4 separate regions of the Mus musculus genome follow, and regions 1, 3 and 4 are each linked to region 2. Evidence: chromatin contacts called from public HiChIP or PLAC-seq and promoter capture Hi-C data. All regions are on one chromosome and are shown on one strand. Each heading gives the region's core, a stretch centred on a gene start, on an enhancer-like site or on the middle of the called end of the contact. The rest is flanking DNA. Distances are from core to core; before and after follow the strand shown.

Region 1 (2,700 bases), core at 120-2,619, 820 kb before region 2:
CTTCACAGCCTTGAGTAGCTAACTCTGCCAGGTCTCTAGGCCAGGTGTCTCCCAGAATAAGGCTTTCTGGGAGGAGGCGGGAGAAGCCCAATGCATACTCCCATTGGCCTTCCACATTCTCTTCCCTTGGGTCTCTCCTGTAACCTGCATGGATCCATCCTACTGAACCCCTTACATTATTTGAAAGTGACATTCCAGGGAGAGGTGGTCAGCCTCCATGTCTAGGTTTTGGAATTTCTCTCTGATTCGGAATGCTCAAGCAGAGGCGGCTAGAGGCGTCTTTTGTGCCTCTCATTGTGGTAAGAGCACAGCATTTATGATGTAAACCATTTGTAATTCTACAAGCACATGGCCTGAAATGAACCAGCAATGTTGAGTGACGCCCACTACTATCTATACTCAAAACGTTCCATCATCCGCAATTAAATCTGTACCTGTTAAATAGTCCAAAATCCCAGCCATCTCCATCGCCTGGCAATGATCACCACCCACTCTGGATTGCCTTTGAACTTGTAGGTTCTAGATGCCTCATAGTAGTGGGACCCTCCTGAACTGAACCTAGATGCTTCAGTCCTTCTCCAAGCTTGGCATGCACACTCAGTTATACCTCCTTTTCCCGTGGAATCATGGGTGCCATCCCTTCTTCCCTTTAAAGCCCACAGATCTGCCACAGTAGTCAAGAGCAGGCAGGGGGGCCATCCTTGGAGCTTACCCCCCAGGCTGGGACACCGTTAAGAACCCAAGGAAGCTGCCCCCTCGCCGCTGTGGGGCGCCACGGAGCCCAGACCCGGAGGAGTGCGCGGCCCTCAGGGACCCGAGGACCAGGTCCTGTCTGATTGGTACTGCTTGGGAATCAGACGCTGAGTACAACAGGCAACAAGTGGGCTACTCTGGAGTTCAGAGCTTTGGGCCAGCGATGGTGGAGAGGGGATCCGCCCTGACTCTTTCCCAGACTTTTCCCGCCCACTTGGACGCAAAAGGTGGCGAATGCCACCCAGGGGTGGCAGGGTGGCCTTGGGGGGCACCAAAGGGAAGGTCTGCGCCACAGAAATCTGGAGAAGGAGCAACGGGACTGCCGCACGAACCGCACCCCAACCCTTCCCCGTCAAGCACGGATCCCCTGGCCTGTCCCGATTCCTAAAGAGGGCACACTGCTCCCTGTCATTCCGGAACCCCGACGTCACCGCAGTCCCTTGTCGCGCCCCCAACTCACCGGGCACGGGCGTCTGGACACAGTGGCGGGCTGCGCGTGGGGCGAGGCGCCGGCTGTTTTGAAGCTTGGGGCTGGGACTGCGCGGCGTCCTCCGCCCTCCGGGCTGCCGAGCCTCCTCCCTGCCGCCCTCTCCCTAGCCCGCCTCCCTGCCCGCCCGTGATGTCAGGAGCCGCCGATCCAGGGGGCGGGACCACGGGAGGCCGGGCGCCCCCCCCCCCCCCACCTCCCCTTGCTGGGCCGTCCAGCAGCACTCTGTAAAGTTCGAGGGAGCTGGAAGTCTCCTGCTGGGATCATCGCTGCCCTTCTCATCTCTGCCGCCCCTCTTCTCCTGACTGCAGGGTCAGGACCCTGAGATTTCCACTTCTTTCCGAGCAGCCCTCTCTGTCTCTTACTAATTTAGCTGGTTGTTAATCTCTCCTGCCTCAGTTTCCTATGATAGAAAAGGAAGGCGTGGCGGGACCTTGTCCTGAGGCCTAAAGGCCACACTCGGTGCCTCCTGGAGAGGCTGAGTTGATATGAGCCAAGCCATAACTGAAAAATCAATTCCTTCCCCGAAGTAAGACCACCATAAGGACCAGTCTTAAGATTCCTTCAAGCCTGGCCAGGCCTGAGAAGTTTGATATAGAGGATCCAAGTTGTGATCTCAATTGGGCATTGTATCCTTGCTTTCTCTTTTTCTTTTCTTAAGCACTTTTAATCTCTCTCTCTCTCTCTCTCTCTCTCTCTCTCTCCCCTCTCTCTCTCCTCTCTCTCCTCTCTCTCTCTCTCTCCCCTCTCTCCCCTCTCTCCTCTCTCTCCTCTCTCTCTCTCTCTCTCCCCCCTCTCTCCTCTCTCTCCTCTCTCTCCTCTCTCTCTCTCTCTCCCCTCTCTCCTCTCTCTCCTCTCTCTCTCTCTCTCCCCCCTCTCCTCTCTCCTCTCTCTCTCTCCCCTCTCCCCTCCTCTCTCTCTCCCCCCCTCTCCTCTCTCTCCTCTCTCTCTCTCTCTCCCCTCTCTCTCCTCTCTCTCCCCCCCCTCTCTCTCCTCACTCTCTCTCTCCCCCCCCTCTCCTCTCTCTCCTCTCTCTCTCTCTCCCCTCTCTCTCTCCTCTCTCTCTCTCTCCCCCCCTCTCTCCTCTCTCTCCTCTCTCTCTCTCCCCTCTCTCTCCTCTCTCTCCTCTCTCTCTCTCTCTCTCTCTCCCCCCCTCTCTCTCTCCTCACTCTCTCTCTCTCCCCCTCTCTCTCTCCTCTCTCTCTCTCTCCTCACTCTCTCTCCCCCCCCCCTCTCTCTGTGTGTGTGTGTGTGTGTGCACGCGCGCATGCACTTTGAAGAGCTGATTTTCTCCTTCCTTCTTGGCAATGCTCCTGAGGATCACCAGGCCACCAGGCTTGGACAGCAAGTGCCTTCACCTGTCAGAGCCTTCTTGCCACATCAGTTATTTCTGTTTTCAGTATTTTTTTAATTACATTTGTTCACTTACTTATTTGCTTGTGTGTATGGAGAGCACACAT
Region 2 (2,727 bases), core at 39-2,538:
TAAAAAAACGAGTCTCTTCCCCCTAAAACTCCTAATTTTTGGCCCATCTTGACCTCAGGGATCTCATATTGTGTTCATTACACTCAATCTGTGCCCACATAAATCTCCCTCTGGACAGAAGTGCCAAGAGGATATGTCAAGTGATAACAGATTTTATAAACTGCAATGTCAAATGATATACTGATGATCTGAGGCAAGGAGTATAATTGAAATATAAACTTTGTATCTATCTACACAATTTTCTGAAAAGATGCACATTAGCTTCCATTCTTCCTAAACTCCAGCCTACTCAGGCCTTTTCCAAGTTTCACAAAAAGACCAAGCTTGCTCAGACTCCAGATCTTTGCACTTAACTGTTTTGTAATAGCTCTTACCCCAGCTCTTCCACCTCTGCCCCTTCCTTTCCTTGTGTAAGTGGCTAATGCCATTTTCCTATGAAGGCCCTTTCTGCCCTACCCAACCTCATCCTTCTATTCCCTGCATAGCACTTATTAAGGTCTCTGAAGTGTTTGTTTATTGTATATCATCACTTCAATGAGAACTCCAGGGAACGGGGATTTTTGTCTTCAGCATTAACGGGTGCTCAGTACAAACGTGCACTGTCAGTATATCAAAGGCTTGCCTGGATTCCCAAAAGCGACTAAGACCCCTAAATGGCTTGTGAATCATCACACTGCAAGCATTAAGGAAAATGGAATGAATTAAAACTGAGCATTATAGCCTGAGCAAGAATTGACATGTGCACCCCGAGAGACCCCAACAGGTGAGAAGCAGCTCAGAAACAGGGCCAAACGCCCTCGGTACATAATTGATATAGAGCAGCACCCTGGAAACGCCTCCACGCCGAACTAGGAGAGTGGGGGACCGCGGCCGCCGGGAAGGTCAAGCCTGTGGTCGCAGGCAAGGTCAGGCTCGACTTCCCCGAGGAAGACAAACAACCCTCGACCCCGGAGGCCCCGAGCTGGCCCCGCGCAGCCGGGGTGGCATAGCTCTGGCCGCGGAGCCTGAGTCCCGGCAGCCTCACCTGCAAGTGAACTTGAGGGCGAAGAGCAGGGCGCAGCCGAGAGCCACGGCCCCGCACAGCAGCTCTGGCCGCTGGCGCGCCATAAGCGAGGCGCCGCGCAAGCCGCGGCGGATCCGGCCCTCCAAGGACGCCGCCGCCCCGGCAGGGCTGAGGGAGCCTGAGCCCTTGGGGCCGCCACCCTCGTCCTCGGCGTCCTCGCTGTTGTTCCCGCCGCCGCCGCCGCGGCCTCCGCATTCCGACATTACATGCTCCCCGTGGCCGGCTTTATACCGTCGCTGCCGCCACCTCGGGCCCGGGGACCCGGCCCCGCACGTCACTCCCGGACCTCGCAGCCAGCGGCGCTCACTAACCCGGACTCTCCACGTCAGCCACACTTCAGAGATGCCCCGCCCTCCGACTCGGAGCCTGCGCGAATGCCGGCTTCCCGCGAAGCCACGCCCTTTGGGGGCCACGCCCTCGAGCCCATGGAGTCTGCGCGGGTGCTCGCAGCACTCGCGGCCGCGTCAGCCTTCCACCGGTCCCGCCTCTCTTGTAGCGACTCTGCGCAGGCTTGCAGTCACTCAAGCTAGACCTTGTCCTTCATTCACTGCGCTGACGCTACATCCTCGCGTCCGGAAGCTAGTTGGTGGTGTCTCCTTAGCGAGTCCTTCCGTTGGTCGGCCCTTCCGGGTACTGTTAGGGCTCAGATTGTCGCTAGTGCGTCAACACTGTTGACAGACCCTTCAGGACATGGGTGCAGTTTGTTATCTCTGCTTTTCAGAAAGTGGGGCGGGGAGGCCTCGTGCAGAGGCGAGAAGGACTGGAGGACACAGTAATAAAACGGAGACCGGGCTGCTCTGTAATGGGGTAGTAATAACGCTGCATGCCTTCTGCTTCAGTTTCTGCTTGCAGGATTCTACCTTGACTTCCTTCAATGATGGTAAAGTGTAACCAAAACAAACCCTTCCCTCCCCAAGTAGCTTTTGTTCATGTGTTTATTACAACAGTAGAAACCTTGAGACAAGTACTGATAAGTGGTAATTACATTCAACAAAAGAACCCAGCTCTAAGTAAAAGGATGGATGTATATTGTGTAATCCCATTTCTATGACCCATGCTTGATGGGCAAATCCACAGAAACATAGCAGACGTGATTAAAGTTTGGAAAGTATTGGAGTCAGGACATTGTCTGCCTCACGCCTCCAAGCAATAAGAATGCAAGGCCAGCCTAAGATACAGGGTGAATTATCTTCATTTTTCCTCCCAAAATTAGGTTTATATGAGTTGTGTATAATTTTTTAAACCAGGCTTAGTGGCACACAACTGTGGTCCCAACCACTCGAGAAAACCAGAGGACCACTTGTACCAGGACTGCATAGAGTTTTCAAGGCCAGACTATGAAATTTAGCAAGGCCCTATTTCAAAATAAAGTTTTGGTTGGGGCTGGAGACAAGGCTCAGTAGTAAGAATACTGCTGTTGCAGAAAACCCAAGTTTGGTTCTAAATTACAGGTAGTGAACTACCTCATACTTCAGGTAATCTGATGTCCTCCAAGGTACACACACATATAATTAAAAATAAAATCTTTTTGTAAAGTTGGTAGGGAGGGCAAAATAATCTAGATCAAATGTTTCCTATGTGGGGCTGGAGAGATTGCTCAGTGATTAAAAGAGCACTGGTTGTTCTAGAAGACCAGTGTTCAATTCCCAGCATCCACACGAGGC
Region 3 (2,700 bases), core at 186-2,685, 560 kb before region 2:
ACTTTGTGTTCTCTCTCCTAGATTATTTGCTGTCTAATAACTATGTAAACTCGATCATTGTCCATAAATTTGACTTTTCCGACGAGGAGATCATGGCGTATTACATATCGTTCCTGAAAACGCTTTCATTAAAGCTCAACAACCACACTGTCCATTTCTTTTACAATGAGGTGAGTGGCGCCCAGCAAGTGTATGTGTCAAGCTAGTCCAAGCGTGGAGGCCTTTGCTCTACAAAGCACTTTCCTAAGCACAGACTTTGGCATACTTAAATAAAATTTTTTGTTTTAAAATATGTGGTGTGTGTGTGTGTGTGTGTGTGTGTGTGCGTGTGCGTGCACAGGGGCATGTGTTCAAGTGTGTACATGTGTGTTCTGGGTTTGTGGGGCCAAGCAAGGGCTATAAAATTCCTACTTTGTCCCTCTCTGGTTTGTTCTTTTGGATCTCTTCCTGGACCAGGAGCTTGTTTGCATTTTGCAGGTAGGCTGGCAGCCAGCAAACCTCGTTTGCCTCCATGGTGGGGTTAGAGGCATGCCAGGCCAGGCCAGGCTTGTTAGGTGAGTGCTGGGACTGGCATTCTGGTCCTCAGAACTGGTTAGGAGGCGTTTTCAACCGCTGAATCCCACAAACTTTTTTCTTTTTTCTTCTTTTCCTTTTGATTTTTGAGACAGGGTTTCTCTGTGTAACCTCTGCTGTCTAGGCACTCATGCTGTAGACCAGGCTGGCCTCAAACTCATGGAGAACCACCTGCCCCTGTTCCCGAGTGCTGGGACTAAAGGTGTGCACCACCACACCTGACACAAACTTTTTTCTTTAATTGAACAAATTTTCTTGCTATTTTAATGTAAACTTCAGGTTAACTTGGCAGGGAGGAAAATGTCCAGAGGTTACCTTGTTGGAAACAGCAGAAACTCCATTTAGGTACAGCTTTTCTGCTCCTTGCAGTGTGACAAGAGAACTTCCAGGCCTCTCTGAGCCCCCTCCTTTGAGAAATGAGGTGAAACTATATACCTGGCTCTGGGTTTCAGGGACTCACTAGATGAGATTCCATCTTCAGAGTTGTGAGAAGTGATAAACTGGCACAGCTGTCCTTGAGGGGTCAGGTCCCTCACAGTCCTGGGAGAGCTACTCTTATAGCGCCAAGGAGCTTGAGATTAAGGTCAGTTTAGCTCACATGCTTAAAGTACAAATGGCAGCTGCGCTCTGCCTCACTGTAGGAAGGGCCCAGGGTTTTCCAGCTTCCTGCTCAGTAACTGCAGCTGGCATCTGCTCAAGGCTTGGTTCCATGTGGCCGTGTGATTGCCGATGCTCCAGATATCACTCAATCACATGCTGTTGTCAGAATTTCTGATACCATTTCCTCTCTCGTATCCCTTCTGAGAGAACTTTCTCAGAAAAGTCTGAGAATTCGCCCTCAGACTTCTCCCCATGTCCCACTGATTAGAGTTGCACCAGTCTCTTCAGTGTGTTGGACTTCAGGCTTGGCTGACTAGAGCTATTTTACTCAGTGCCCCAAGAGGCTGATGTCCTCTGGAGGCTGGAATGTGGCTGGAGGGTCTGCTTCACTGTCGTGGTGGTTAGCTGAATCTGGTTGTGCGTGGGAGACCACAGCTCCTGTTCAGGGGCCTCTTCCCAGGGCTGACCAGCATCCTTCCAGCCAACTTCCCTAGAGTGAGTCACCCAGCAGACCACGGTAAGCAGTGATGCCATCCATGCCAGCCTCGTGCCACTCACACTCACTCACTCACATACACTTACTCCTAGCATACTCTTTGGTCACACAGGCATGATCTGCCTCTGTGGGCGGATCCAGCATGAGTGTGACACAGGTGGTGAACATGTTTGGGGACTGCCTTGGAAGCTAGATGTCATACAGCCAGCTGCATGTCATTTGTGTGGCAGATATCACCTGAGTGGTTGTCCCACATGCTCAAAGCCTGTTTTTGAAGTCAGACCACAATCCCAAACTTTCTGAGTTTGGGCAAAAACCATCAACTCTTGTTGTATGGCAACAGTGAACCTTGATTTTCATGATTCATTAGTCTCTCAGAAGAAAATGCTAGCCAAGGGCCAAAAACATGAATGCACTTGAGAAAATAACATGATAGACTCCTGTCCCTGCCACATAGTAGGTGCTTGATAAACATGTCCAGGGAACAGCTTTCACCCAAAGGCTCTCCCATGTGGAAGAAAACCCAGACCAGAGTGAGGGACAGAGTATTTTTTGCTCAGGTGCCTTCTGAGTCGTAGTGGGAGGGCAGAAGTCATGGGTCTGGAAGAGCTGGACATCCCAGAAGCCTTGAGGATTTTTTGGTTTTTGTCTGTGTTTGTCTGAGCCAGATTAGTAGTTTCCACTTTTTAGATTCATACTTGATTGCTGGTCCTCAAAATGGAATTGCCCTTATAATTGCCCTGTTGTTATTTTGTGTATCCTGCTCCATTCCAGGAAGGGCTAGCTTAGAGGATCTCTGTCTACCATCCCCTCTCCTGAGCCACTCACACAGACTGGGTCCCTGAACGATATAGGAACATTGGCCACAGGAGGACAGCAAAGTACACTGCCAGGGCATTTTTGCTCCATCCTCTCAGGCTAAGGCAGTGTGAGTCTTGTTCTGAACCATTTAATTGTTTCTCTTTGTCCCCTTTTAACAGCAGAAGACTCCTAAGACCCTCTGCCTCCCTGATAATGCTACACTTTTAGTA
Region 4 (2,700 bases), core at 187-2,686, 530 kb before region 2:
GAACAGCAGGGCTAGGCTGCTGGTTTTGCCTAAGGAACAACTAGGAATTAGTTGGCTAACCCAACCTTCCCAGCTCCCTTCCTGGAATCCCACATGGGCCTGTCGTAGTGGCAGAAGGCAAGACTGACAGCCTAGTCGGTTGGATAGAGGGGTCTCCGGGGCCTTGATCTGCTTTGTCCTTTAGAAGTCTCTGTAAGAATGAAGTGGAACCTGGCCTCACTCTTGACTTTCTCTGGGATATTGAAACATGAATCCTAGTTTTTGTCTTGAGCCACATTGTAGTTTCGGGTAAGTTGAAATTCTACAGCACACGTCCACCTATAGAGGGTCTTTCTGATTCTCAGCCTGAGGCTGTTACAGTAAAATTTCCCATGTGACATGGGAAAGATTCTGCTTGTGACACATTAGCAGCCCAGATCATGATGGAAGGCAGTAAAATGGGAAAGATTCTGCTTGTGACACATTAGCAGCCCAGATCATGATGGAAGGCAGAGGCATAGAGATACACTCTGGGCCTATACCATCAACAGTTTCTCTAGACCTTTCTTCCTTTCTCTGTTCCTGGTATGTATCTGTGTTCGTGTCTGAGCATATAGACCACAACACACATGTTGAGACTGTTGAGATCAGAGGACAAGGTTAGTGTCTGTCCTTACCCTCCACTCTGTGAGACAGGCTTTCATGTTTTGCCGCTGTGTATACCAGGCAGGCTGGATTGCTGGGGGTTCTCCTGCCCCTGCCTTATTTCGTGATGGGAGCATGGGGATGTGAGCTGGCAGTGTTAAGGGTGCCTGTCTTGTGTATCTATCACTGTCTCCAGAACTCTTTGCATCTTGCAAAACTGAGGGATTCAAACTCTGGTCCCCACACTTGCATGACAACTGTTTTACCTATGAGCCATCTCCCCAGCCCAGCAGGGTTCATTTTCAGAGTGTAAGCATGTGGGCCAATGAGAAAGAGACTTGGTAGCTCCCCTCCCTTCCCCCCATTATGTAGTGGGGAGATTTTTGCCTGTGCCTTTCATACAGACTTAACAAGAGAAGCATAGAGCTCAGGGAGGGCAAATCCTCTAAAAGCCGTATGCCCAGAAAAATCACTGTGTTCAGGAGAGGTACCAATGAGCAAAGAAGGGGACATACTCCAGCCAGCCCCTGCTATTGCCCTAGCCAATTTCACCTTAAAACACTGTTCCAGAGTCAGCCAATCACAGCCCTCTGTGGTTACCTAGGTAACTGGCAGCATATCTTTCCCCTTCCCTTGACCTTCCTATGAAGGCCTGCCTTTCTCCCTCCCTCTCTATTGTCTGTCTGTTTGTGGTTTCTGGAACAGAGAATCCAGATTGAAGAAATCCTTGAATTGTGAAGTCAAAGACTTCTGGGATGTGGTGCCTGCCGTTTCCCCAGAGAGCACTTCATCTACCAGATATGACTCCTCCTAGGCGAGTCAGGGAGTTAGTACTATCAGAGGATGGGGGAATTCCAGGATATGGCCAGAGTTGTCACATCAAGAAATCAATGTCTTTGTGTCCTGACCTTCTCGGTTCTCCCAGTACTGTCATCACTTATGTGGTATGTAGAAGATGAAGATGCCCTTGCCTGCTTTTGGTTCCTGTCTGTCTTTTCTCTTCCTACTTCATCCTTCTCCTCTTCTTCTTTTATTTCTTTTTTATTGTGGTAAGATTCTGGCAAATGAACCCTCACTACTTTGAAGCATACGAGTCAGCAGTGCTAAGGGTTCCATCTTGTGTGTCCATTGCCATCATTTCCAGAACTCTTTGGTATCCTGAGACTCTACCTGTGAAACAACTCTCATTCTCCCTGCCCCCACCCACTGCAGCCATCATTCTCTGCCTGTTGTCATGGCACAGCTGCTCTTCTGTACAGATCCTTATAAGATCCTACAGGAGCTGAGGACATAGCCCAGGCGGTAACAGGCTTGCTCAGCTTAACCTCCAGAAGCCCTGTATTTTATTTTATTTTATTTTATTTTTTATTTTATTTTATAAAATGGCACACTTGTAACTCCAGCACCAAAGAGAGAGAGAGAGAAAGGGAGAGAGAGAGAGAACCTGAGGAGAACCAACACTCGGGGTTGTCCTCTGGTATATGCACTTGAGTCACACACACATACACACACACACACACACACACACACACACACACACACACAGAGGATAGTTACTCCTCCATAACTGTGACAAAGTACCATGAAGGCCTTATTTGTGTTTATGGTTCCAGAAGGTTAAGAGTGCTCTGAGGGTCTCACATTGTGATTCACGGTAAGAGGCCAAAAGCGCTAACTTTTGAAATCTCAAAGCCCAGCCCCAATGATAGACTTCCTCCAAAAGGCCACTTCATCTCAACCTACCCAAACAGCCAAACTAGGAAGATTTAAACTACCTTTTGTTAAGTGTGGGGAGATTTCATTATAAATTCAAATAAAAGTAATTAATAAATACCTAAAATGAAGAGATAAACAATGAATTTGGATTAAGCCAGAGCCACATTATGAAGTAGGAATGGGACTAGAAAACCCTGTTCAACCCCTGTTTAGTTAGGCCACCCCAGCTGTATACTCCGATTTAGTGCTACGGGCAAGGCACCCAGAGCTGCACCCAGAGCTGCAGTAGATTTCATGGGAAGTTACAGCTTCCCAGGCTGGAATAAAGCTAGAAGAAGAAAGATACAACAGTTCTTGAAG

The links. Promoter capture Hi-C pulls out the DNA fragments that hold promoters and counts their contacts. HiChIP or PLAC-seq counts read pairs in DNA pulled down with a chosen protein or histone mark.
Region 1: a promoter capture Hi-C map of liver shows a contact between it and region 2, with 6 times the contacts expected there. The contact joins the promoter of Emp2 here to the promoter of Txndc11 in region 2. A contact is called at or near these places in 3 of 39 promoter capture datasets (hippocampal neurons, liver and stem cell-derived epiblast-like cells).
Region 3: a contact with region 2 is called in an H3K4me3 HiChIP or PLAC-seq map of the SCID.adh cell line, with 10 read pairs. The contact joins the enhancer-like site here to the promoter of Txndc11 in region 2. A contact is called at or near these places in 19 of 39 promoter capture datasets (the 3T3-L1 cell line, 3T3-L1-derived adipocytes, the C10 cell line and 12 more), 4 of 484 Hi-C or Micro-C datasets (the 3T3-L1 cell line, LSK cells, bone marrow-derived macrophages and 1 more) and 7 of 115 datasets of contacts at active chromatin or transcription factors (the SCID.adh cell line, bone marrow-derived macrophages, double positive thymocytes and 4 more).
Region 4: a contact with region 2 is called in a promoter capture Hi-C map of embryonic stem cells, with 2.6 times the contacts expected there. The contact joins the enhancer-like site here to the promoter of Txndc11 in region 2. A contact is called at or near these places in 8 of 39 promoter capture datasets (the 3T3-L1 cell line, the C10 cell line, cranial neural crest and 5 more), 1 of 484 Hi-C or Micro-C datasets (bone marrow-derived macrophages) and 4 of 115 datasets of contacts at active chromatin or transcription factors (the SCID.adh cell line, large pre-B cells, memory CD8 T cells and 1 more).

What each region holds. Positions count from the first base shown.
Region 1 is chr16:10,312,599-10,315,298 of GRCm38.p6, forward strand. Emp2 (epithelial membrane protein 2) reads right to left here and starts at 1,370. Exons shown (of 5, transcript NM_007929.2): 1 at 1,214-1,370.
Region 2 is chr16:11,133,244-11,135,970 of GRCm38.p6, forward strand. Txndc11 (thioredoxin domain containing 11) reads right to left here and starts at 1,289. Exons shown (of 12, transcript NM_029582.2): 1 at 1,025-1,289. The coding sequence starts at 1,266.
Region 3 is chr16:10,568,361-10,571,060 of GRCm38.p6, forward strand. Clec16a (C-type lectin domain family 16, member A) reads left to right here. Exons shown (of 23, transcript NM_001204229.1): 4 at 22-170. Among named protein-coding and RNA genes, the nearest start is that of Clec16a, 24 kb to the left of the region's middle. Within about 2 kb of position 1,436, at least 39 of the 459 cell types and tissues checked have an H3K27ac peak or open chromatin away from gene starts, as enhancers often do. A contact at or near this core is called in the SCID.adh cell line and bone marrow-derived macrophages, where this site is marked.
Region 4 is chr16:10,599,150-10,601,849 of GRCm38.p6, forward strand. The region is part of intron 10 of Clec16a (C-type lectin domain family 16, member A); the gene reads left to right. Among named protein-coding and RNA genes, the nearest start is that of Clec16a, 55 kb to the left of the region's middle. Within about 2 kb of position 1,437, at least 30 of the 459 cell types and tissues checked have an H3K27ac peak or open chromatin away from gene starts, as enhancers often do. A contact at or near this core is called in embryonic stem cells, where this site is marked.